7 separate regions of the Mus musculus genome follow, and regions 1, 2, 4, 5, 6 and 7 are each linked to region 3. The links are chromatin contacts, called in public ChIA-PET, Hi-C, HiChIP or PLAC-seq and promoter capture Hi-C maps. All regions are on one chromosome and are shown on one strand. Each heading gives the region's core, a stretch centred on a gene start, on an enhancer-like site or on the middle of the called end of the contact. The rest is flanking DNA. Distances are from core to core; before and after follow the strand shown. Region 1 holds the start of Chst11 (carbohydrate sulfotransferase 11). Region 2 holds the start of Txnrd1 (thioredoxin reductase 1). Region 3 holds the start of 1500009L16Rik (RIKEN cDNA 1500009L16 gene). Region 4 holds the start of Tcp11l2 (t-complex 11 (mouse) like 2). Region 5 overlaps Txnrd1 (thioredoxin reductase 1). Region 6 has its middle 15 kb from the start of 1700028I16Rik. Region 7 holds the start of Ckap4 (cytoskeleton-associated protein 4).

Region 1 (3,330 bases), core at 250-2,749, 740 kb before region 3:
ATATGCCCCTACAAGGGGTCCATCCTCCCACCCAGTGCACTAGGAGGAGACTATACAGCAGTGCCTACTCACATCATGTGGGGACTCCCTGGGGAGTGGCTTGTATTGGAGCATGTATATCTCGGCCACCTCAGCAAGCAACTCATTCATAAAGGAGCAGCAAAATAATACTGGCTACATAAATATCTCCCTGTAATTGACTCTTGTCTGAATCACAGGAAGCCTGCGGACTTTCTCTGCTGAAGGGAAAACTTCAGGAGAAGGAAGAGGAGGTTTGGAGGCGTTTCTGGATACATGTATCAGAAAGCAACTTGTGAGTCTGTCAAATGTGAGGGGAGGATAAGGCCCATTACATTCAGATTCGACAAGAATTTATCAGTGCCCCTGTGAAGAGACACATTCAAAGGTACAATGTCTTATGGAATCCAGCATTCTGTAAATGCATTTAATGGTAAAGTAGAAAGGTCAGGCTTTACAATAACCCTGCTTTCCTGGCATAAAAGTGATCTCCTTATCATTGACCCGCGTCCACCTTATTGATCCTTGGCCACCCAAATGCATGGAGCTGAGCATTTAACAACATTTTACACAATGCAGGTAAGCAGCGCCATCTTTCTCTCTACCTGCCAAGGCTAAGCTGGCTTGGATCTCCCCCTCCCAGCCTCCACTCCCAACACTTTGTTGGACTTTTAGGGGCGTCTTTTCACATCCGTCCGACTGATTCTCATACACTTCGAATAAATTACAGAAAGCTGTACCTTTTGGTGAAACAGTTTTAAAAGCTACAAACCCGCTTTGCCCCGAGGGGTGCGGGTGAGGGCACGTGTCAGAAAGGCTAGCAGCGGCAGTCACCAGATCCTGGGATGCCGGAACAGTTTCCCTAACCTTGACTTTAAGTCCGCTCTCTTTAACCTCTTTGCAAAAGCAGCCCTCAAGCTGAGCTGTCCTTTGAAAGAAAAACGGAACTGCCCAGTTTTTGATCAGTATGAGAAGGGCATCCGCTCTTAGGGGAGCGTGGGGCAACTTCCCCTGCTAAACCGCCCAGGGATTGTAAATGGTCGCGTGTCAGCAGGGCTCCTGTTTGCCTCTGTCACCTAACCTGCTTCTCGCCACACCGGAGAACGGGTGGCAGCACTACAGCATCTTATTCATGGTTTTCCCCCATCCCGGTTGTGTCATGGAAACGTTCACGCAACCTCGAGACAGCGGCCCAGCTCCGCCCAGGGACTGAGGGCTTTTGGGACCCTGCGGGAGCGTGCTGCGCACTCCGGACTCCCCGGGAAACAGCTGGACGCGACCACGTCTCGGGTAGGGGCGGGGGGAGGCGACGCTCCGCCCCGGCGCGGCCCCGCCCTCCCCGCTCGCCGGCGCCCTCCCCTCGCCGGGGGCTGCGAGTTGCGTTTGGTAAAACCCAGCCCTGGAATATATAGATCACTGGAGCGCAATGAAGTAGCTTTTGGCGAGGGAGGGAGGGAGGGGGGCCTGGACAGTCACAGAGGCCAGTGCACGGCGGCGGCGGCACCTTCCTTCTCGCATCCCGGTCGCCCGGCCCGTGAGGAGGCAGCGGCGGCCGCAGGCGCCAGCAGAGGAGGCGGCGGAGCATCGAGCAGAGGCGAGGCGGACCGGCAGGAGCGCGCGGCCGGAGCCACGCATCCTCACACTTGCACACCAACTCCTGCGCCTTTCACCCTCTAGACCAGAGTCGGGGCCTCGGAGAGCCTCGGTGAAGCTAGCGGGAGCCAGCTCCGGAGCCCAGCCAGCTCTGTTCTGAGCCTCCCCGGTGCTGGTACCCCCGCGGCGGGGTCCCCGCTTCTGCGCTCGGGACGCGCCTCCCGGACAGCCGGGTCCCCGCGGCCAGGACAAAGCCATGAAGCCGGCGCTGCTGGAAGTGATGAGGATGAACAGAATTTGCCGGATGGTGCTGGCCACTTGCTTCGGATCCTTTATCTTGGTCATCTTCTATTTCCAAAGTATGTTGCACCCAGGTAGGGGGCGCGTTAGCGTGGTTTTGTTGGATATTTTCTCCTCTCTCGCTCTGCTTTCTGCTTCTTCCAACCTCACCTCTTCCCTTCGGCCTCTTCGGGGCTCTTTACTGCCGGGATCCGCGGGTCACGGAGTTGGGATGGGAAGAGAAGGTGCGCTTCCTCTTCCTCCCATCTCCAGGCTAGAGGTTGAGACTGCAAGGAGAGACAGCGGCGCGTGTTGTTGCCTCCTTTTTCTTTTCTTTTCTTTTCTTTTTTTCTTTGTGTCTTGTCTATTGGCTAGGTGGCATAGAAAGGTAGGGCTTGTTGGAAGCTGCCCGGGTTGATGGGAAGACTACAAAACTCTGTCCGGGTTGCTGCTGAGGGCTGAGGTGAAGCAGGCGCTGGCAGCCGGCTGTTCTGCGCCAGGCAGCGCTGCCTCTTCCTGGTTGGGGACCCCCGGGCGAGTGGTGCACGCCCCGGCTGGGTAGTGAGTCCCTGCAGCCGCCTGGGAAGCCCCAAGCCCAGCTACCACGTGTTCCAAGCTCAGCAGCAGAGCAGGTGTGGGGACAGAGTGGGTAGGTTCCCTGCTCTTCTCTCCATCGGGGGAGATATTTTGCGAAAACACCCCAGGGTCCAGCACGGTGGTGACTTTGCAGCTGTTGCTCCTGGGCCTGGTCTACCATCTCCTGGCCCCAGACCCCCCAGCTAGGAACTCCAGAGCCTTTGGGCTGCACTTTGACCATCAAAGCTCTTGGAGATACTTTGTGCAGTTTCATCCCTTCTTCTTGGGTTCTGAGCATTTAGAGACTTCTGCAGCACAGGAACGAATCCTTCCTCACGTCTTCTCTGGCTTAGGCTAAATACCAAGTCTCCTATCAGGATAGGCAGGGCCTAGGCACCCCTCATCCCGGGGGTCCAGAAGGAAAGTTTGGTGCTAGAGAAGAGAGGGGCGCCCTGGAGTGCTCTGGCCGGGCTGTGCTGCATGGTTTAGAAGCCCAACAGGTAGGACTTTCTAAGACGGTTCTGTATGTGGCCACCCAGCCTTAGACTTGGGAACCCCTTTCCCCATTTCTTCTGGATCAATAGACCTGTACTGGGTCACCTTGACATATTTTGACTCCTCAGAGTCGCTACAATAATCATTTCCTTTCCTAATAGCAGGGAGGAAGGGGGTGGGGTGGAAACACGTATCTTTCCAGGGAAATAAGGCTGTTTTTTTTTTTTTTTTTTTTTTTTTTTTTTTTTTTTGCCTCCCGCCTTCTTTACGTGTATAGCTAACACTTTCAGTAGACTCAGCCGCGAATTCATCAAGCCAGACAGAGCCGTAAAGCTGTTCCTTGCATCAAACAGGCAGGGATTCCTTGAC
Region 2 (3,357 bases), core at 398-2,897, 860 kb before region 3:
CAGGGTAGAGCTCTCTGCATCTCCTCACAACAGGGAAGCTGTTTTAGCCACTTGTGCTATAGTCTGCTTATCTTAAGAGCAGTGGGGAGTTGCAGTGGCATATGTAGTCTTTTCTAATAAGCTGTTAGAAAAAAAAATCTCAACTGGGGCTGGAGAGGTGGCTCAGTGGTTAAGAGCACTGACTGCTCTCCCAGAGGTCCTGAGTTCAATTCCCAGTAACCACATGTTGGCTCACAACCATCTGTAATGTCTGAAGACAGTGACAGTGTACTCAAATACATAAAATAAATAAATCTTTAAAAAAAGAAAAAGTAACATCTCAACTGTGATCCCTCTCTGACCAGTCCATGTAAGACACTTTCAGGGTCAAGCTATTAGAATCCTATAATCACAGCATTAGTACATTATTGTAACTTAGTGATAGAAGAGCCTCTCTCTACCCTGTCGTACTCTTGAAACAAGTTGCACTGTCTGTATTTTTAAGAAGGGGGTGTTCATGACCTTCCTTTACAGACTGTCCCAATGTGCAGTGCCTGAAATACGGCAAACAGAGCTTGGCTGGGGAGCCAGGGGTAATCAGATTTGCCATCCCTTGGTCCTTAACTACGTTTGCCCTGAACACTTTGGAGCTAGACACTTTGTAGCCAGTCCTGACACTTGCGTATCAGGGGCTGCTCCGGTTCAAGCACTGCTTGTACACACACAAGAAATGAGCAGCGGGCAGTGTGGGCTAAGTATCTGGTCAGCCTGGCAGCCTGTGTGTCCGTTTATGCAAGTTTCTTACTGTCACCTTGGAAGAGCCTAGAAGGAAAGTGGGGAGGCCAGTTCTCAGAAGGCGTGGCTTCAGGCTGGCAACCTTCTCACCTAGTTTTTTTTTTTTTTTTTTTTCCATAGTGGGTCAGACAATTCATTCATTCATTCACCAAGCATTCTTAGTAGCCTAGAGGCAGGAGGCATGAAAGGACAAGGCCTTCTTTGGTCGATGCTGGTGGTGGTGTGCCAAGTGTTTTCCTTAAGGTGAACCCCCAAGCCCGATTGGGACGAGGAGGAAGTATTGTAAGGGGAACTAGTCATTTCTTCTCAGGGTAACTCAGGATGAAGTAGGCATAGCTTTAAAAAACCAGGGAACTTCCTTAAGAGAATCACCAGACTTGACTAATCCATTACCTTAGGTCACTGCCGCCTTTGCAGTCAATTAGATTAACTTTTGGATTTTTTTTTTTTTTTTTTTTAAGAAAACAACTATTTGGCAGGGTCACAGCCAGTGCCAGGGGCATCAGATCGTCTGTATGGGTGCCGGGCGTCAATATTTTTAAAATTCCTCATGTGACTAACGCAAGCTTGTGTAGATAGCAGCGCCTTAGGGCTGAGCCCGGGTTACTCACTCCACACTCTTACTCGATTCTGGTTCCCAACATTCTTTGAATAGCAGCCGCGGCCTTTGGGTCGGGGGGCGGTTCCGAGCAGCGAGGATGTTGTACGGTCCAATTAGGAGCTCTCACTTTGCGGGGACAACCGGGACAGGTTGCCGGGGCTGCGCGGGGACTGGATTTTTGCTTTGTCATTCTGACACGGGCAGTTCGCCCGCCTACTAAGAGCAGGGCGTGGCTTCCCGGAGCCACTAGGAACCCGCAGCTCTTTATCCTCAGTTTGCTTCCGTCAGGCCTCGCGTCCACGCGGGAGGTGCGGGACGCCGACACCGCGGGGCGAGAAGAGCTGGTGGTTTCACCTTCCTTGTTCATGTAAGCTCTGTGTCAGCGTGGAGCTGACCGCTGGGGACCTGGGATGCCCGGGACGGTCGCTGGCGGGCCTGGGAGCATCGCTCCGGGGTGGTGCTTTGGAAATGTCCGGGAGGGGATCGTTTAATGTGCGACTGAGCAGGCTGGGAACAAGCTAGGGTAAGCAGAAGACAGCCCGGGTCACAAGCTTCAGGATATGAGGACTTGGGTCTGGCCCTTGTCTGCTGATGCCTGGCAACCAGAGAAAGTGGGTATTCTTTGTAGAGCAGTGATCTTGAGGTATATATAACACTGTGACGAGTAAGTATATAAATCCGTGATAACATTAAGGAGTTTCATGCCTTTACAAATGTTTCCACTTCCTAAGCCCCATGAAATTCCTTGGAATTGGCAATCGCATGTTTCCTAGTGGCTTGCCCTTCTTGACCCAGGCAGTTAAACAGGGCAGCTGGGACTACAGCACAGCCTTTCCCTAACTGAAGGAGGCGGTGCAGACTAGTACAGAGCAGAGACAATCCTGCCTGGATTGAGTCTCGCCTCCAATGTTGACCGGCAGCTCGAACTTGCCCAAGTTGGTTGACAATATGTAGCTCGGTTTCCTTTACCTATGAAATGGACATGGTAATTTGGTAATACATCTAAAAGTACATTGTGAAGACTAAATGTTTATATATATATAATGCTATAGCACTTTGTAAATATATCTCACTGTTGGTACTAGTACTGAATAACTATGCTTTTAAGTGCTGGTGTCAGTATATATGACATACTGACACTACACACACACACACACACACACACACACACACACACACACACATATTCATTCATTTAGCTGTGGGCTACATTTTCAATAGTTCCAGACTTTTCCGAGTTCATTACTTTGTGAAATAGGACCATCCTCCTCTGATGTCATCCAGAGCGGATGGATAGCGTCTTTGTGGACCTTCGTTTTGCCCGCGGTTTCAGATTCCAGGAAGCCCTGGGTGTTGCATTCACCCGGCGCAGCGATCAAAAACCAGACCACGCAGTGTTAATGTTAGGTGGCTACGAGGCTGGTGTTTTTAGCCGCCATGCAGAGCTTTTCTGAGTTCTGGGGGTCCTGGAGTCTTGCTGGCCCGGCTGCTTAAGGGTCGGAGTCCACTGGCGAGAGTGACCCAGGGCGCGTGGCGTCCCGGAAGCCCCGCCCGGAGGAAGGCTCACTGCCGCTCTGCTTTGTGCCACAGAGGGCGGCGGGGCCTTGCAGCGGCGCGGGCGAGCGGAAAGGCCGCGGGAGGCGGCGAGCCAGCGGAAGGTGCGACCGGCGGAGGGCGGCCATGGTCCAGCCCTGAAGGTAGGAGCTGCGCAGGTTCCCCGATCTCCGGCGCTGGGACACTGCAGGCTGGCGACCCACGTGCTCAGATCTCTGAACCGGGAGGAGCCAAGCCAAGCCATTTCTTCTTTTGTTCCCTTTGCTCGGGTTTTCCCTCTTACATTCTTTAGCGTCAGGGTGAATAGTATGGGGAAGTCTTGAGAAAAAAACGCGTCAGGAAATACTTACCCCTTCCTCATCAGGCCGCCCTATCACCTTCCTCTTAATTCTCAGAGGCATGGGGTACCAAGAAACACAGGCTCTGGG
Region 3 (3,265 bases), core at 106-2,605:
GATAGTTAAGTGTCCACTACCTTAGGACTCTGGCTCAGACCCCCCTGGCTGAGAAAGACTGTTGCTCTCCAGCCCTATAACAGCTTCATGTGCTTTTAACGCCCTCCCTTCCCCACCACAATGGATGGAACTTCCCTCCAATCATCAGCCAGAATAAACCCTTCCTTTCCTAATTTACATCTTGTCAAGTATTTTGTCACAAAACTCTCTCTCTCTCTCTCTCTCTCTCTCTCTCTCTCTCTCTATATATATATATATATATATATATATATATTACAGTTGTGGAGTAACAATGAAGTAAATTTATCGCTGAGGGTCACCACAGTATGAGGGACTGCATTAAAGGGTCATATGTAGCATTAAGAAGGCTGAGAACCACTCTTTTATATGACCCCTCAACATACCTATAGAGTTAAGCCCATTTCTTAAGCCGTTCCACCCTGTATAACTCCATTTGTGTCCCTGTTTTGATGTAGCTAATTTGTTTATAATTTGTCTGTCTGGGGACACAGTCTCCCACATGTTTGCAACCCCAGAGCTTAGTAAAGAACTTGGCACAGTCAGGGCTTCTCTATAAATAGCGAGTTTAAACCGGAGCTCTACTTCCTGGCTTGAGCTTACCTCTCAATGAGTTTTATTGATTCTGCATTGTGAGCCAGGAGGACACTAGGGAACGGAGGGTCCTCGTCTTTAAGGAATTTGTATTACTGCTCAAAAGCTCAAGACCTATTATAGCAGATGGTGTTAGCTGAGGCACAGGTGCTGAGCAGTTTACAACCTCTCAGTGTGGCTCCTAAAGTCCCACAGCTGTCAGAGGGCAGAGCAGGAGTTGTGGTCCCAGCAGTTAGGGACCACGGAGATTCATAGATCTGCCTTAGATCAGAAAGCAGGGTATACAACTCTAGTTACAGATCTGGGAGACATTGATTGTAAGGAGGAGCACCAGGTCTGACCGACCTGGGGCAGAGCTGGTTTTTCTAAGTGAGGAAGGATGGAGCTGTCTCAGCTTTCTTCGAAAGCAGGAGAGGTTTTGGTTTCCTCTTCAGATCTGAATATCAATTAGTCTGTCGACCTTAGCCTTATCAGACGTACACCCAGGATACTCAGAGCAGGTGTTCCCTGTCACTTCCTCTCCTCTCCACATCCTGGGGACAGGGAGGGGCCACGAAGAAAGAGAGCGAAGGTGAACAAGAGGGAGAGCGAGCGGGTGAGACCTGCTGCGGACCACGCCTTCTGCCATGACCCCCAAACCCTACTTTAAACTCCCGCCCACTTTCAACCGCCACCAATGCTTGGCCCAGGAACGCGCAGAAGGCTGCGCATTGGTCGGTGCCGTGGTTGCCGCGGTGACGGGTGGGTTCGTGGGGGTCCCCGCGCGGGGCGGGGCTAGGGCTGTCCCTAGTCCCGCGCGCCGCCTCCTTCTGGGTCTCCTCCACTGGGACCTGAGGTCCAGAGCGCGGCTTCCCTGCGGGTGGCGCGATGGGTTGCGGGAACTCCACGGCCACCAGCGCGGCCGCGGGCCGAGGTAAGCAGAGCTGCGGGGCGTAGGTCCCTCGGGAGAGGGGGCGGCGGCGGCGGCGGGGGTGGGGGTGGGGGCGCAGTTCCTTCGGCCCATCCTCAATTTCGAGCCTGGAGCTCGCCTGCTTCTGGAAAGACCGAGAGGAAGCCGGTGCCCCTGTGCGGGGGCGGTCACGCCCGGATTCAGCGGGGAGGACAGTCGCCTGGGTCCTGCAGCCTGTCTCTGCATCCTTCTGGGGAGCAGAATTTCCCAGACGTGTTTCTGGTCCCTCACATCCCCTTTCTATTGGCTTGCATCCAGGCCTCACCCGGACCCCTTGGCTCCCAGTCCCTGCGCCTGGGAAAGTGTTGCTGAGCAAATCGGGACTTTTTTGGGGGTGGGGCCGAGTGCCAGTGGGTTGGGGACAGCAGCCTGCAGGGCTCTAAAAACGCATCCGTTTGGGTCTGCGTACTTAAGACCCACCCTGCTGCCCGCTAAGATTTTCATAGAGGAGCTGCGGTACCTAGACGCACAGATTAGCTTGATGGAGCTCTGGACTGGCCTCTCTTTTTGATAAATTTTCACTTAAAAATACATCCAAACTTGTCTGTGCACGACTTCATTTCGTTGATTGGCAGGGCAGGGCTTCTAGATTTTCCTGGCTAAGCCAGGCTTTGTATCAAGTAACTTACTGTAAGATTCAGACCCTCTGATAAAACTAGCTGATGTTGGGATTTGTTTGGGGTGGTGTTCTCTGCTGACGTATTTTAGCGTCTTTTTGGATAGGGTTCCCTACCTTCTCTAGCTGAGTCCAGTCAGGTATCACAGCCCACTCTAACCAGCAAGCGCAAACGGTAGTCAAATACTGCAGTGTTTGCGGAGCGGATGTGGGTGTCCAGCTATTGAGTTTTGAAACCTTAGGGATGTCACCTCCCATAGCCAAGTCCTTAAGGCTTGGCAGTTATTTTTGTGATTGATTGAAGCACTCAGGTTTGAACTCAGGGTCTGATCATTGCACGTGCTGCGCAGACCTTTGACCATCGGGCTGTATTCCTGGTATCGTTCTTTACTTTGAGATAGGGTCTCACTAAGTTGTCCAGGCATGCCCTGATCTCACTGTGCTGCTCTGGCTGGCCTTAAACTTGCTACTCTCCTAGATCCGTCTCTTTATGACCTAGGACAAAAGGCCTGCAGTACCAAGCCTGGCTGAACTTGTTTAAACATTTACAGGATGGGAACCATTGTGGAAATCTATTCAAATATTGGCCAGATTTGGTCTATCTTTTTTTTGGGGTGTGGGGCACAGTCAATGTGATACTTTTGGATTAAGTGTGTCTCAAGGGATCTAACTAAAACATCTGGGAGTCTAGGCCCAGGGAAAGTATATCCATTCCAGGTGACCTTCGTTGTTTTGAATTTAGGTCTGTCTTTGGTATCTGCAGACAGCCACTGGGAAGCAAATCTTTTAGATTCCTATAGCAGTGACTCAGCTTAGTTAGTATCCTATGCAAATGAGAGCAGGGGCGGGATTTAAGCTGGGGTGTGGCCCCGTTTCATTGCAACAAGGAAATCAGGAAAAGTGTCAAAGCGTCAAATGTCCGTTCTGAGGCTCAGTGTAACCTATCGCACGCGTGCTTGGCTGAAAGAAAAAAAAAAGAGTTGAGAATGTTAAAAAACAAAAACAAAAACTGAAAGGAGGACCCAGAAAAGATTTAGAAATGAAGAAAGTTTGGCGCATTTACATTCTTTAAGAATCTATTTTTATTC
Region 4 (3,706 bases), core at 760-3,259, 850 kb after region 3:
GTGTTTTCGAGAGTTACATAGTTAAACTTTTCAAAAGAAGTGTCAAAATGGGTTAGTCACCCAGGGTGACTGGACAACTGTGCTGATTTATGCTCACCTGCTCCTAGTTAATGACACAGCACAACACTTAGCAGGTTAGTAGGAAGCTTTGCAAAGCACACACTGTTTTCATGTGTCATTGTTACATGGCCACCAGGAATTTAGAAATATTTTTGGTTAATCTTTTTGCTGTGGAGGTTTGTAGAGCAGTTGGGTGGCGGCGGTTGTTTGGCAAGCCTTGAGACTGGGGGCTTCTGACATCTGTTTATTCCAGCAAGTGATATTATAAATAACAGTGGGTTTATGGGAAAGAGCCTGGGTGACAGCAGCACTTTCTCTTTAATCTCTTGATCTGTAGCAGGTTGTATATTTTACTGCCTTTTTAAGATTTCTTTTACCATTGAGGTGAATGTCCCTCTTTGTGGGAGAGTGTACATGCGCTATGGCTGTGTGTGCTTGTGTGTGGAGGAGTCCAGAAGACAGCACTGCATCCTTTAGAACTAGAGTGTTCTACAGTGTTTGAGAGCCGTCCAGTGTGGATGATGAGATCTGAAATTGCCTGTGGTCCTCATGATAGAGCAGCAAGGATTCTTAGCAGCCGTGGCTCCACTTTAGGTTGTGTAATTTCTAGAGTGACAGATACAAATGGATACAAATCTCTAGGTAGGTTTTCTTGTTCAGAATAACTTGCCAACTAGGTTCAGTAGCTAACAGTGAGCTTCTAAGAGTGCTTTAGTTCCATTCTTATCCCACTGAACAAGAAGATCTCTTGGGTAGGCAAATGTTAGGGACTTGGTTATAACCTCAGACCAGTCCATGCTGTACAATTGTATTTCTATCTTGCTTTAAACTATTGTCTGCTTTTGGTTTTCTTCTTTCTAGAATGATAGTAGACAATTTGCCTCCACAATCCGATATGATTTTAGTCCTAAACAGGAATATTTCAGCTTATATAAAGTTCATTTATTTTTTTTGTATGACGCTACCCACAAGTAATACCAACTTGTACCTGGCAAAATAGTGGTTCTGTTTCTTTATGCCCAGAAGCAAGCTCACGAGAAGTTATGCTTAGTAAGCCTGACCACACAAGAGCCCCTCCCAGCACTTATTTACATTAAGCCTGGTTGAAAACTCTCCCCAAGATAAGCGCCGCCAAAGAACCCTTAGAAGAAGTAAGACACTTTATCTTTGTGCACAGGCGAAGCCTTCGGAGAGCTTAGGTAGGTGTGGCTCCCAGAAACCAATCGTCCAATTCAAGGGGCAAATCAGGACCCGTGTTTACAAGAACATGTTGACACGTGTGGATGACGCGGTTGGACGCTGATGTGCGTGGGACAGCCTGTTTGGAATGTTGTTGACTCGCTTGGCCCGGTGTGTGTGGCCATTGTGAAGGTGGGCATGTAGTGTTTTTATATTACTGCCGCGAGCGGACACCAGAAGTCTGTCCGTTCGGTTGGAGTTAGTCCATTTCATCCTACCTGGTAAACTGAAAGAAACAGGATTGGGGGCGTCACCCGCTGCACTTAGGCCCCGCCCTTACACAGCCAGGCCCCGCCTCCGAACGCTTTAGGCCCTACAGCAGCCCAGGCGCTCCCGGCCGTAGGCTGCCCCAATTCCGTGTTCACTCCTCTCCCCGCCCCTGGCGGTCCGGACCGTACCACCACTGAATATAGGGAGCACACATTTCTCGTGTGCAAATGGCTTTCTGTCTGAGCCTTCTTCAGCCTTCACGATAGAAACGTGAGAAAGCTATGGTTTTTGTAGACAGACTCTTCAAGAATTTAGGGATCTTCGCCAGAACCCTGCCCTGGATTCTGGCGCCGCGGTGCTATAGTCCCCCTCCAGTTCCTTCCCGAATGGTCGCGCCCAGGGAGTACCTCTGGGCCCTTTAAATACCGCGTGGGGCTGCGGGGGGGCTCCAGAGTTGACAGACTGCTGAGTCTCCCCTTGTCTGCGACGCTGGTTGAGGGGGGATACGCAGAGCCCCGCGACCCCCGCCACCTAGCTTTCCTCGAGTCTCTACGCGGGATCCGGGGGTGCGTACCCATCCCAGGGGAGGGGCCGTGGGATCTGAGGGGACCGCGTCTCCTTATGGCAGCGGGAGGGCTCCTTGTGCCCTCCGAGTTCGGGACATTTGACCTCGGAGTCAAGGCTTGAAGTGGGGCACGGTGGCAGTGGTGGCCCAGGCTCTGCCGGGGCCGCTTGGTCGTGATGACATCCCTTTGGGTGCGTGCCAGCGACTGTGCTCAACGGCGCGAGACGCTCTGGGCTCCCCGTGCGGTCAGGTCCCCAATCCCTCGTCCCTGGAGGAGTGGGACTGAGCCGCGGTGGGGCCCGGCTGGGCCTCGGCCCTATGTTTGGGTCTTGTTGCTGGGTTTCTCGAGAGCTGGGTTCTGTCCCGGCAGTCCCCTCCCCCAAACGTTTGTTTTGACAGGAAACGTGGTGCTGCTAGAGGGAGGGGCGAGCAGAGAACGTGGGCGAGCGGGCAGGACTCCTGGGACTTCCGTTGGACTTGACTGTCCAGGAGGCCAGCTCAGGTCACATCTGGGTCAGACCCTTGCCTTCTCAGACCCTTGCTTTGCCTTGCTTTGGGTGGCGCCACAAAACATAGCAACGAGATTCGGTGGCACGTGGATGACACAGTTATGTGTTTACGTTAGTACAAGAGGAAAAACTTCCATTAAATGAGCGATTTCGCAATGTTTACTTCTAAAATGCGTTTATTAGACTGGGACTGTAGTTCTGTGGTAGAGCACTTTACAGGACTGTAGGTTCTGTCCTCCCCCAACCACAAGAAGCCCAAATCATGTGTTTAAACACAAGAATCCAGTCAACAAAGAAGGGTTTGTTAAACTACCGTTACAAGCAGAGTAGAAACACTTGAGTGGTTCCAGTGAGAATGGAACCTCCCTCTTTCATCGTTGTCTTGGTACCTTAACGGTAAAGAAACCAGGCAACTTGTCTTTGTCCTTAGTGGGCTGCTCAGCACAAGGTGGTGTTCAGCTCTCAGCTCTTAGTTAACCTACCTCCCAACTGATAATTTCAACCAGTTCTTACACTGGTTCCTGGGCTAGGAGTCCCCATCCCACCTCCACCTCCACCCCGCCCCGTCTACTCTGCCTTTTTCCTACCCCCATGGATTTCATACATTGCTCCACTTGAAGTGACCCAGGGCTGAAGGGCGCCTTACCCCCCGGGTGTGCAGCACAGGTGTTAAACTAGGCATCAGGGATGGGGGGGGGGCGGGGGCAACGCTTTCCAGGATAAAAAGTGCTTAGAAATCCTTCCCAATGCTGTAATGACACGTGGAGCACGGGCATCTGCCTTTTAGACAGTGGCTGGCTTGTTGGCTTTTGTCTAGCTCTCCGAGGCGGGCAAAGACTCGATGAGGACCAGTACTGTTCTCTCCGTGCTGTGTTTTTTGCCTTACTCTAGCCTGGTGCTAAAGCACGGTTTGATCGAGGATGGAAATTGTCTGGCATCTGCAAATTTTTTCCGTCAGAGCTCAGTCTTGCCTTTAACCCCCTATCCTATAAGTGCCTTATGCCTGACTTTGGTAAAGTCTTGGAAGGAGAGTACCCACTAAACGCTTCTTGCCACCTCTTTAATCCCCCCCCCCCCAATCCTAGCCTTAACTTGGTGGATTTCATTCCCCAGGGCCCTTGTT
Region 5 (3,536 bases), core at 889-3,388, 820 kb before region 3:
GTGTTTTTGTGAGGTGGATTTAGTCTTAAGCTGTGTCCCATAAGAACTACATTCACAGGCAAGTGGCTCTTCCTCCACACAGCCTATACATCTTCTGAGGTAATTACTTTCATAAGGAAGCTGTTCATAACGTAAGTTATTATTATTATTGAACACAGGTGGATGTGAAGGATTTTTCATTGAAAAACCAAATGGTTTTTCTTTTTTTCTGTTCAGTGAGCCCACAGGAACTCTGTCAGGACAGCCAGTACTCTGCCGGCATGGCTGCTGGGGCGTTTACGGTGTAGTTTAGCTCCTAGGTTACATGACCGTGAACATGCTGGCTGAGGACTACACAAACCAGGTTTCCCACCATACACGGCCTGGCCCTGCAGCTTCTTTTCTTGCCCTCCCCTTTGCCTGTCCCCACCTGCAGTACTGAGTGGCGTTTCACAGTACCCTTCTGGGCCACCTCAGGGAAGGGATTTGCCTGGTGTCCAGCCAGCAGCACCCACCCTGCCCCACGAGGCTCCCTCACACCTGCCCCCCCGTCCTTGTGTTGAAGACAGTGGGAAGAGGAGAAAGGACCAGGGAAACCAAGGGAGTTGACTGTTCAGTTTTATTTATTTATTTTTTAAGTTTTTTTTTCCTTTCAAGTCTGCCAGTCTCTGAGATCAGAACAACAGACAGTGTAGGGTAACTAATCATGTGATTCTCTTAGTGGAATGAAATGTTCTACCCCCACAAGAAGGAGTATACGTCATTGTTCATATTCTGTAATCGCACAATGTATTGTAATGCAAATTCCAATTCCATGTATTTTTATTACAATTTTTCTGGAAAAAAATGTGAACCAATAAAAGATGTTGATGCACACGCGTGCCTTCTGACTGAGTGGTGCTCTGGGCTTCTTTGACACCGCACAGGGCTGAGTCAGGCTTTGTATTGAAGGCTGAAGTCTTGTCGTCTCATACCTCTGGCGCCATGCGATTGCCCGGGCAGCATCAGCTGAGGGTATCCGTACAGGCTGGCGGTTCTTCAGTTCTGACTGGTCCTTCAACCCTGGTCTTCCGGGAAGCAAAGCCATCCACACCGTGAAGTCACCTTCTGGGTGTCCCAGCAACGTGTGCATGGAGAGCTGGTGCGTCTCGCTCCAGGTGGCCGTGAGGGTGTGCGGTCTTCCTGTCCACCCACCTAATATTTCCCCAGACCCTGGAAATGTAATCTCTGTGATTTCAGCCGCGCCTACCACAGTGTTGACGTCACAGACTCTTTGCTTGCGTGTACGAGCCGAGCCGCAGTAGCACCAGTCATTAAGCAGAAGCCCCACCCTGTCTTCCCAAAATGCATTTGCTTTTTACCCTGAGCAGCTGCAGGCTACCATCAGTAACAGCCCCGCCAGTGCTCCTAAAGCCAGGCACAGGGCTGGACACACACAGCTGGCTTATCCTCACAGTGCCCTGACAGCCCCCTGACAGGAGGTGGGAGTCACTTTTTTCAGGATTTTAGCCAGTTTTTCAGGATTTTAGCCAGTTTTTGGATACCAGGTTGGAGGCCAGAATCGAGCCTTTGGCACCAAAACTCAGCCTCAGTTCCCTTGTTACACCTTGACAGGCAGGTGTAACTTTAATTTTTTTTAATCTTTATTTGTTTATTTATTTATTTATTTATTTATTTATTTTTTCAAGACAAGGTTTCTCTGTGTAGCCATGGCTGTCCTGGAACCCACTTTGTAGGCAAGGCAGGCCTCGAACTCAGAAATCCGTCTGCCTCTGCCTCCCGAGTGCTGGGATTAAAGGCGTGAGCCACCACCGCCCGGCTCTTCATCTTTATTTTTAATGATGGTTCTTAAACATTATAACCTCCCTTTTAGCCTATCACCCACTAGAGGTAGTGGGAAAGAAAGGATAGGGGCGAAGTGGACCTGTTTAGAAAGGTTCTGTGTTGTCTGGAAGTCAGCAGGCAGCGACAGCTCATCCACTCGGAAACACTTCCCAGACAACACCAGCAGTCCAGACAAATCAGTATCAAAGTCAGGAGAGCAAACACAAATCAGCATTGGTGGTACGACCTAGCAGAAACAGCCAGGCCTCAGCCTTAGCACAAGTTAGCAGGAGGGACCAGGAAGGACCCCAGAAGACTCTGAGATCCACTAGCCCTCTCTGTAAGCAAGCCTAGCTCCGCCTCCTAGCTCCTCCTGTCCTCGGAGTCCTATTTATACTCCCTCCTCCTGTCCACGGAGTCCTATTTATACTCCCTCCAAACAAACATCACATGCCCTCCTCGGATCTTACTTCAGCATTCGTGTCTGTCTCAGCTGATATCCCTCTGCCAATCAGCCTGATTCCTCGGAAGCAGCAAAAAAACTGCAGCACACCACCAGAACTTTTTTGGTGTGTTCCTCTCTATAGGCTCCTGACAAATGCAGCTCAACTATGCCATGTAAGGCAGACCAACACATGTGCGTCATTAGCAAAGAACCCTTCATCATTTGTCTTTTCACGTGCTTTAGCAGAACATCCTCTCCTGTGTCTGCGTCAGCTAAATGTTGTCTGCCTTAGCCATTCACACCTGTGTCCACTTCATGTGTTTGCCCCAGCAAAACACCATCCAACCGACTTTCCAGAGAACCCTTCCGTTTCCACTTCATCTTTGAGTGGCAGTGCTGTGAAGGGGGTGGGGGGAGCAGCCTGGAGGACAGGAGCACTGATACACATACAGGGAGTGCTCACTATTGCCTGGGCTGAGGGTCACACTTCCGCCTCACCCCAATCCCTGCCCTGGGTGTCTTAGTTTGGGTTTCATTGCTGTGAAGAGACACCATGACCAATTCAATTCTTATAAAGGAAAACATTGAATTGGGGCTGGCTTCTGGTTTCAGAAGTTCAATCCCTTATCATGGGGAGCATGGCAGTGTTCTGGCAAGCATGGTGCTGGAGGAGCTCAGGGTTCTGCATCTTGATCCAAAGGCAGCAGAAGGAGACTGACTGGTTGTAGCTTGCACATACATAGGAAATCTCAAAACCTGCCCGCACAGTGACACACTTCCGCCAAACAAGGCCACGCCCACTTCAGCAAGGCCACACCTCCGAATAGTGCCACTCCCCATGAGCCTATTGGGGGTCATTTTCATTCAAACCACCACACTGGGGAATTGCTGGTTAGTGTTTCTTGTCAAGTGGACACAAACTAGAGTCACGTGGGGAGCGAGAGGACCACTGAGGAACTGCCCTGTTCAGACTGGTCTGTGGGTTTGTCAGTGGGGCAGTGCCCAGACAAATGATTGATGTCGGATGGCCCGGCCCACTGTGGGAGGTGCCATCCCTGGGCTGGCAGCTCTTGTGTAAGGAAGTCAGTAAACAGCGTTCCTTATGGCGCAGGTTCTCAACCTTCCTAAGGCTGCAACCCTGTAACATAGTTAGTTCCTCATGTTATGGTGACCTCCAACCACAGAGAGCCATCGCTCTACAGTCTCTGCTTCAGTTCCTGTCTGTAGGTCCCTGTGCTGACGTCACTCGGTAACCGATTGTTACCTGCGAGTGTAAGTTGAAGTAAGC
Region 6 (3,397 bases), core at 375-2,874, 930 kb before region 3:
ATGCCACCCCTTCTGCTACAGGGCTTCAGTCCCAAGTCCCACCCGGCCAAAGAACTGGGCTCCTTGCCAGCGTTCCTGCCCCATCCCATCCTACCTTCCTGCCAACTGTCAGAGATATCATCAATAAATTGTTTGAATTATTCAATTCTAGAGATTAAATACTCCCCTGCTCCCCAAACCCAGAGATAAAATCAAACTCAAAACAGTTTGACGGAAAGCCGACCGTGTTTTGTAATCTGCCCCACCCCCACCCCTCCCAGGTTCCTCCTGGCTTCTTTCTCATCACTCGCCCAGGCATGGTTCTGGTGTTGAGGCATCTGCATGCCTCTCCTCCTTCATCTGGCTATTTCCCTTCTTCAGACTCGACTAGAAATTGTGCTCAGGGGCTGGGGGTGTAGCTCGGGGAGTGGAATGATCCAACTGGGCTGGGGTTCAGTTTCTGGCGCTATGTAACATGGAGAGGGGTGTATGTGAGCTTGTGTGTAATTGCGGTACTTGAGAGGTGGAGGCAAATGGACCTATTCAGGGTCATCTTTAGCTATATACACAGTCGAGACAGACTTGGCTATGTGAGCCCCTTACTTTAAAAACAGGAGGAGGAGGAGGAGGAGGAGGAGGAGGAAAAAAGAAGGAAAAGAAGAGTGAGAAAGAACGGGGTAGGGTGGGAGAAAGCATCTACTTCTGGTTGTTCAAATTTCTATTAAAATCCTTGACAAAGGAACTAATGCAATGACTTGCTGGTTATGAGTACCGACATCCAGGGGACCCAGGTTTGGCTCCCAGCACCCACATAGTAGCTTACACCCACGGACCAGACACCAACATCCTGATCTGGCTTCTTCGAGCACATGTGCCGCACAGGCACACACAGGCAAAGCAATCATGTTTGAAAATAAAAATTTAAAGAATAAAAAACTGCTTGATGGCCTGCTCTGTTTCGGAGAGAGGAAATAAAGTCGAAATAAAAACAAAGCAGGGAAAGAGAAAAGCAGCAGCCACCTGGAGGAAATGGTTACGTAGTATCTGGTCCTACAGCTGCCTGCAATTATCCTCCCTTACAAAAAGGGGAAAATGCCGGAGTCTCTGCTCTTTATCTGAGCCGGTAAACACGCCTGACTGCAAGAAAGGAATTTCTCGTTTCTGTCCTCTTTAAGGCTACCCCAACAATGACAGGATAGTTAGAACTAGGCTGAAATGCCTATCGGTACCAGAAGAGCCCCTGTGCAATGGCTGAGTTGGTCTTTTCTGACGAGCCCATGGCTAAAAGATTTTTCTGGTCCCCCACTTCTTTTTTGGTAACTGAGCTGTTCCCCTAACAATGCTGTGGTCACAGAGAAGAAGGAAGGAGGAAACAAGTGTGTCTTGCAAGCGATGCTCTGTTCCTGACTTCTCATTTCTTTCTGCTTTCTTTGTTCTACCCAGTACATTTAGTTTCCCTGAGGGGACATTGGTTGCTTTTGGATGTCCAATGTTCTTTCCCTTATGTGTGGACTGGCCTCAGAATCAGAATGGGTTTGACTAGTTCTACATACCGATGGAGCCCAACTTGCCCTCAGCAACGGACTCTGCCCTTGATGACTCCACACACCACCCACCCACACACACACCACTTTCAAATGTTATGCATATAGGTGTTTTCCCGGCCTATATGTATGTCCAACATGTGCGTGCCTAGTGTCAGAGTGGGCAGGGAGGCAAATGATGCCCTGGGACTGGAGTTTACAAACCACTGTGAGGTTGGCTCACAGTGGGTGATGGGAATTGAACCTGAGTCTTCTGAAAGAACAGCCAGTGCTCTTAAGCAGTGAGCTTTCTCTGCAGTCCCAACCCTGTGCCCTGGAAATTAAAAGGAAAGATTCAGGATCAGACAATATATATATATATAGTTATATATATATAGTTATATATATATATATATAGTTATATATATATAGTTATATATATATATATAGTTATATATAGTTATATATATATAGTTATGTGTGTGTGTATAGAATATCTTGGGTCATTTTGAAGCCTGCAAGGGTTCACCCCAAAACTCTTCCAATTTATTCTCCAGGTAGTTCCTGCCCAATCCCCTTCAATGACTTCCCACTCCCTCTGGATAAAATCTGTCTTCGAGGGTATATCATTCCAAGGCTTTGAGATCTGCCCCTCTCTCCCTTTCAGAACTCAATTTCTTAGAAGCACAGTCCTTTCTTTCTATCAAGGCTTCTAGTGCTTTCTGGTCTTTGTCTGATCACATGACCGTTATTATTTCCATGGCTCTGCCCTTGTCTCCACCAGATCAAGGACTTGCTTTTTCTTTCTTTCTTTTTTTTTTTTTTTCAAGACAGGGTTTCTCTGTGTCGCCCTGGCTATCCTGGAACTCACTTTGTAGACCAAGCTGGCCTCCAAATCAGAAATTAGCCTGCCTCTGCCTCCCAAGTGCCAGGATTAAAGGTGTGCACCACCACCGCCCAGTGACTTGCTTTTCCTAATTCCTTTCTGTGTCCTGGTTGAGAGACGCAGGGTGAGTGCCTTGCCCAGCCTCTCCTGGGGCTAGCTGTGTACTTCCTTCTGAAAGCTGGGGCATTGATAGAGATGTAGCCCAGGCCTTAACCACATTCCTTAAAGTTTACTATAAACGCTACACCTGTACTCTGATTGTAGACACACCTTGGTGGCCTATCCCTGTGTGTGTGCCCATTGCAAGGATGCAGACATTCAATAATGGCTTCTAACGGCTTGACCAGTCACCTGGTCTTTGCTGCTTTTCTTTGGTACTCCCCACTGGTCCATCTAGGCACAAGTCTAGGCAAGACAATAATTGTGGGACTTTGCCTGCTATCACTGTGGGGCCAACTCCAGCTACAGCTTCTGCTGAACGGAACCTCCTGATAAGTTAATGGCCTGACTGAATTGCTCTCTGGCAAAATTGATTCAGATGAATGGCATGCAGGTGGGAGGTGACACGGAGACCATGCTCGTGGAGAGGTGACACGGAGACATGCTCGTGGCATGTCCTCTAGGGGTCCTCTAGGGAGGCATGTTCTCTAGGGAGGTGATTCAGATGAATGGCATGCAGGTGGGAGGTGACACGGAGACATGCTCGTGGCATGTCCTCTAGGGGTCCCCGCTGCATCTTTTTAACCTGGAATCTCCCTGAGATGATCTCCATAGTAACTTCCCCCACCTCTTCTGTCCCTCGAGGCACACCAGATAGATCTGTGTTATTTCTAAGTGAAATGTCTTCAATCCTTCAATCCCCCGTGACCTCATACACCTGTTGAATGGGATCTCTGGGTTCAGGTGTGATTTCTCAGCTGTCATTTTGACCTGAGGAAAAAAGATGAGGAAATCTTACCTCCTTAGATTGGCATAGGCATAAACAAAGTGACAAGTGAACAGGTGTGTG
Region 7 (3,233 bases), core at 206-2,705, 810 kb after region 3:
AGCGGCATGCTGGGAAAGGAGGCCGTGGTTCCGGGCTCAGAAATGGCGGGATTTTTTGTTTCCGTCCAGCAAGTGCGTTTCATTGAGCAAGGATGTGGGTGGAGAGGATGGAGAAGGCACTAGAGGGAAGGGGGCTACACTTGGGCTGGAAGGGTAGAAACTGAGCAGTTTGCCATGAGAGTTGTCTGGTCATTCCTGAAACAGCTCGCTGGGGAATCCTTCCTCACGAATGGCCCACACTTTCTTCCACAATCTGCGACTCAAGCCAGCTGTGGTCTGTGTCAACTCACTTTGTGTCTCTTAAACCTCAATATTCGGGTCTGGAAAATGGAGTCAAATTTGTCAGCCCTCTCTTCCTCCCTCTAGTTAACTCTTTGAGTGAGGAAATAAAATACATGAATACGCTGTCTACACACCACATAAGTGTGATCTAATACTTCTGGCCTGTGTTTCCCCTAAAGCTGGAGTAGGCGACTTCAAAGGCCCACATGGGCTCCTTGGTCCAGCTAAGGACAAGGGACCTAAAGATAGACGTTTCATCTGAACTTAGCAAATGACTAAGCTCACTAGCTTCCCCCACCCCCACCCCCAAAACTCTAGGTCTATTAAAAACTGGCTCGGGTGACTCCTACTGGCATAGCCAAGGTGAAGTCTTGACTAGAGGCTTCCGGGGATGCGATGATTTCCCTTCCAGGCTCCTGTTCGGGCAACTCTGTCCATTCAACGGTTCCTAATGCAAAAAGAATGGGCTACGTAGAGCCTGCCGGCTTCCTTACAGGTCACCGCTAATGTCCTGTGACAGGCCCTTGGCCCATCCTCCCCCAATGGTCTGGCCATCCTCAGAGTCCGCTCCATCCCTCTCTGAGACCATTAACAAAGCGGGTCTGGGACCGCCCTGGCGACTAGGGCGCTGGGGTCCCAGCTCTTGCCACAGGGCCTGGGCAGGAAAGGACCAGGGCCCCTTCAGGGAGGGCAGGAGTAGAGTCCCGACCCCGCAAAAGCTGGAGTACCCACCTTCTGCTCGACGCCCTGCAAGCCCTGGCCCAGCTCATCCCTCTGACGGGAGAAGTCCTGGTGGCCACGCCGGACCTGCTGGACCTCCTCCAGGACGTGATGGACATACCAGCCCGAGAAGGCGGCCGCCGCCACCAGGGAGAGGTAGAAGAGAAAGTTGAGCACCCGGCCAAGCCTGCGCGAGCAGGACGCGGAGGACGCGTTGGCGGTGGCGGCTGAGGACCGGCCGCGGTGGCCGCCCCGGTGCGCCTGGTTCTGCGGGTGCTGCGGCGGGTGCGGCGCGGGAGGCTGCGGCTGCTGCGGCGCCGCCGGCGGCTTCTTCGCCACGTCATCCGCGCCGCCCGACGGGTGGGCGCCCTTGTCCGAGGGGCTCGCGGCGCCGTGGCCGCCCTTGGAGCCCCTTTGTTTGGCCGAGGGCATGGCGGCGGCGGCGGCTCGGCGGGATGGGCGAGCGGGGCGCGCGGCCCGGGACGCTGGCTCCGGCTCCCACGGGGACTGCGCGGGCGGCACGCGGGCGCAGCGGCGTCGGAGCGGCCGGGAACGTGGGGCGACGAGGAAGGAGGCCGGCCGCGGAAGGAGGAGGGGGCCTGGCTCCGCCGCCGCCGCGGCGCCGACCCCGCCTCCCGGGAAGGGAGGCCGAGCCCAGCCCGAGCGCCTGCCACGCAAGCGGGCCGCCGCCCCTCCTCCCTTCGCTGCGACCCCGCGGAGGGCGGGCGGAGCCCGGCGGGGCGAGGCTGGGCGCGGCTGCCCGGATGGCTGAGACTCCCAGTGCCCCGGCTACCCTCGAGAGGAGTCAGCGGGGTGGGGGTGCCTCCTGAGCACTGTGCTGAGCACGATCCCCACCCGGGCCGAGGGGGAGTGCTAGGGGGAGCGGAAAGCACGGTTCTGGAAGGTGGGGACAGGACGGGGGGGGGGGGGGTCAGACGCCCTACTTGCCCACCACTAAGCCGGGAACACCCCTCCTCTAAGGCCGCCCTGCAGCCGGGCCAGGCCTGTCTCTTCCCGAGAATTTTTGGGCTCGAAGGACTCTGCACCCAAGCACCTTGGGTATGGACTAGAACTTGTCCTAGGGAGCTGAGTTACTGAGTTATTGAGTTACTGAGTTACAGACCCTCTTTGCCTGGGCAGTAGACTGTATGCAACACCCCCAGGCCCCTTGGTTCTCTTTTCTTTTGGGGTATCATACAGTCTCTCCACAGCTCCAGTTCCTGACAGGCTCTGGGTTGAGTGTAGAGAAGCCATCAGCACCCTCACTTAGAGGGACACAGGTTGAGGTTGTCACTTCCACATTTGTAAAAAGAAATATAGCAGTGCCAGACCTGTGCTTATCAGCTGGTATGGGCTCTAAAATCCTCGCAAAAGCTTTGAACGGTTGAGATTACATTTGCCCATTTTATAGGAAACACACAAGGCTGAGCCTCGACCCCAACAGAATGCCTCAAGGTCCCACACAGCCGTGTTTTGAACCTTGGGCTGATGCTTCTGAAGCCCATGGGTGAGTCTTCACTCATGACTGGGAGGGAAACCAGAGCCCACCATCAGTGCAGATCATTGGTAATACCAATCTGGACCTTTTCCCCTGCACCTGGCTCCCGCAGTCCTAGTGTGTACTTCTGCGCGGCAGAAGTAGGGATGCTATTTCTTCTGTCTGTAACTTCCTCCCAATCTGCTTAGAAGGGGGAAAAAATTAGAAACAAAACTGGAATCTTCCCATGTTCAAATACCACCACTTCCATACTTTGGTGGTCACATGCCCGACAATACCCCTCTTGAGAAAAGTATTTTCGAGGAGACACTGAATGTGCAACTTTACAAGGGCAAAACTTTGCTGAAGGCCCACTGTGTGCCAGAGAGATGTCTGTCCACTGCTAGAGGCACCTTCCTCAAGGACAATCTTGTTGCTCCTCATTCTTTTCGTAAATCACCTTTAAAATCTGAATAGGCACATATGTGCCTGTGATCACGGGCTCTGGGTCCTGGCAGGGGGTGGGGGTGGGGGTGGGGGAAAGCATGTTTTAATGTTTTAAAAACCAACGCCTAAGAACCGAGACAATAAATGAAAAGAGAACTTGGAAAGCAAACCGTGAGCTGTACACAGAGTAGAGAATGAGGAATAATTTGGAGAATGAATTTGCATAGTAGGAGAACAGGAAGGCTATTTCTGAGCAGGAAGTGGGGTAAGCCCAGGACACCTGTCTTGACTAGAAGGGTGTGTGCTG

The links. Promoter capture Hi-C pulls out the DNA fragments that hold promoters and counts their contacts. Hi-C and Micro-C count contacts between places; a contact is called where the count stands out from the background. ChIA-PET counts read pairs in DNA pulled down with a chosen protein or histone mark. HiChIP or PLAC-seq counts read pairs in DNA pulled down with a chosen protein or histone mark.
Region 1: an RNA polymerase II ChIA-PET map of memory CD8 T cells shows a contact between it and region 3, with 7 read pairs. The contact joins the promoter of Chst11 here to the promoter of 1500009L16Rik in region 3. A contact is called at or near these places in 7 of 39 promoter capture datasets (the 3T3-L1 cell line, embryonic stem cells, hippocampal neurons and 3 more), 3 of 115 datasets of contacts at active chromatin or transcription factors (effector CD8 T cells, memory CD8 T cells and stem cell-derived neural progenitor cells) and 1 of 9 other capture datasets (embryonic stem cells).
Region 2: a contact with region 3 is called in an RNA polymerase II ChIA-PET map of memory CD8 T cells, with 14 read pairs. The contact joins the promoter of Txnrd1 here to the promoter of 1500009L16Rik in region 3. A contact is called at or near these places in 2 of 39 promoter capture datasets (embryonic stem cells and pre-B cells) and 7 of 115 datasets of contacts at active chromatin or transcription factors (astrocytes, embryonic forebrain, embryonic stem cells and 3 more).
Region 4: a contact with region 3 is called in a promoter capture Hi-C map of embryonic stem cells, with 2.2 times the contacts expected there. The contact joins the promoter of Tcp11l2 here to the promoter of 1500009L16Rik in region 3. A contact is called at or near these places in 2 of 39 promoter capture datasets (cranial neural crest and embryonic stem cells), 1 of 484 Hi-C or Micro-C datasets (LSK cells), 1 of 115 datasets of contacts at active chromatin or transcription factors (embryonic stem cells) and 1 of 9 other capture datasets (adipose tissue).
Region 5: a contact with region 3 is called in a promoter capture Hi-C map of embryonic stem cells, with 3 times the contacts expected there. The contact joins the enhancer-like site here to the promoter of 1500009L16Rik in region 3. A contact is called at or near these places in 2 of 39 promoter capture datasets (embryonic stem cells and pre-B cells), 1 of 15 datasets of contacts at CTCF or cohesin (embryonic stem cells), 2 of 484 Hi-C or Micro-C datasets (CD4 T cells and muscle stem cells), 4 of 115 datasets of contacts at active chromatin or transcription factors (embryonic stem cells, large pre-B cells and memory CD8 T cells) and 1 of 9 other capture datasets (adipose tissue).
Region 6: a Hi-C map of LSK cells shows a contact between it and region 3, with 5 times the contacts expected there. The contact joins the enhancer-like site here to the promoter of 1500009L16Rik in region 3. A contact is called at or near these places in 5 of 39 promoter capture datasets (the 3T3-L1 cell line, cranial neural crest, embryonic stem cells and 2 more), 1 of 484 Hi-C or Micro-C datasets (LSK cells) and 2 of 115 datasets of contacts at active chromatin or transcription factors (embryonic stem cells and large pre-B cells).
Region 7: an H3K27ac HiChIP or PLAC-seq map of embryonic stem cells shows a contact between it and region 3, with 5 times the contacts expected there. The contact joins the promoter of Ckap4 here to the promoter of 1500009L16Rik in region 3. A contact is called at or near these places in 11 of 39 promoter capture datasets (the 3T3-L1 cell line, 3T3-L1-derived adipocytes, cranial neural crest and 6 more), 1 of 484 Hi-C or Micro-C datasets (embryonic stem cells) and 4 of 115 datasets of contacts at active chromatin or transcription factors (embryonic stem cells and forebrain).

What each region holds. Positions count from the first base shown.
Region 1 is chr10:82,983,998-82,987,327 of GRCm38.p6, forward strand. Chst11 (carbohydrate sulfotransferase 11) reads left to right here and starts at 1,500. Exons shown (of 3, transcript NM_021439.2): 1 at 1,500-1,985. The coding sequence starts at 1,868.
Region 2 is chr10:82,857,559-82,860,915 of GRCm38.p6, forward strand. Txnrd1 (thioredoxin reductase 1) reads left to right here and starts at 1,648. Exons shown (of 15, transcript NM_001042513.1): 1 at 1,648-1,742; 2 at 2,966-3,072. It overlaps Gm38560 (predicted gene, 38560), which reads right to left and starts at 1,450. Exons shown (of 4, transcript NR_156010.1): 1 at 1,399-1,450.
Region 3 is chr10:83,721,510-83,724,774 of GRCm38.p6, forward strand. It overlaps 1500009L16Rik (RIKEN cDNA 1500009L16 gene), which reads left to right and starts at 1,356. Exons shown (of 6, transcript NM_001145198.1): 1 at 1,356-1,525. The coding sequence starts at 1,480.
Region 4 is chr10:84,574,938-84,578,643 of GRCm38.p6, forward strand. It overlaps Tcp11l2 (t-complex 11 (mouse) like 2), which reads left to right and starts at 2,010. Exons shown (of 10, transcript NM_146008.2): 1 at 2,010-2,075. It overlaps Gm34515 (a long non-coding RNA gene), which reads left to right. Exons shown (of 3, transcript XR_380644.2): 3 at 1-131.
Region 5 is chr10:82,896,858-82,900,393 of GRCm38.p6, forward strand. Txnrd1 (thioredoxin reductase 1) reads left to right here. Exons shown (of 15, transcript NM_001042513.1): 15 at 1-867. Among named protein-coding and RNA genes, the nearest start is that of Eid3, 32 kb to the left of the region's middle. Within about 2 kb of position 2,139, at least 40 of the 459 cell types and tissues checked have an H3K27ac peak or open chromatin away from gene starts, as enhancers often do. A contact at or near this core is called in embryonic stem cells and memory CD8 T cells, where this site is marked.
Region 6 is chr10:82,795,662-82,799,058 of GRCm38.p6, forward strand. It overlaps a transcript of Hcfc2 not described here. Among named protein-coding and RNA genes, the nearest start is that of 1700028I16Rik, 15 kb to the right of the region's middle. Within about 2 kb of position 1,625, at least 97 of the 459 cell types and tissues checked have an H3K27ac peak or open chromatin away from gene starts, as enhancers often do. A contact at or near this core is called in LSK cells, embryonic stem cells and pre-B cells, where this site is marked.
Region 7 is chr10:84,532,433-84,535,665 of GRCm38.p6, forward strand. It overlaps Ckap4 (cytoskeleton-associated protein 4), which reads right to left and starts at 1,456. Exons shown (of 2, transcript NM_175451.1): 1 at 1,015-1,456. The coding sequence starts at 1,434.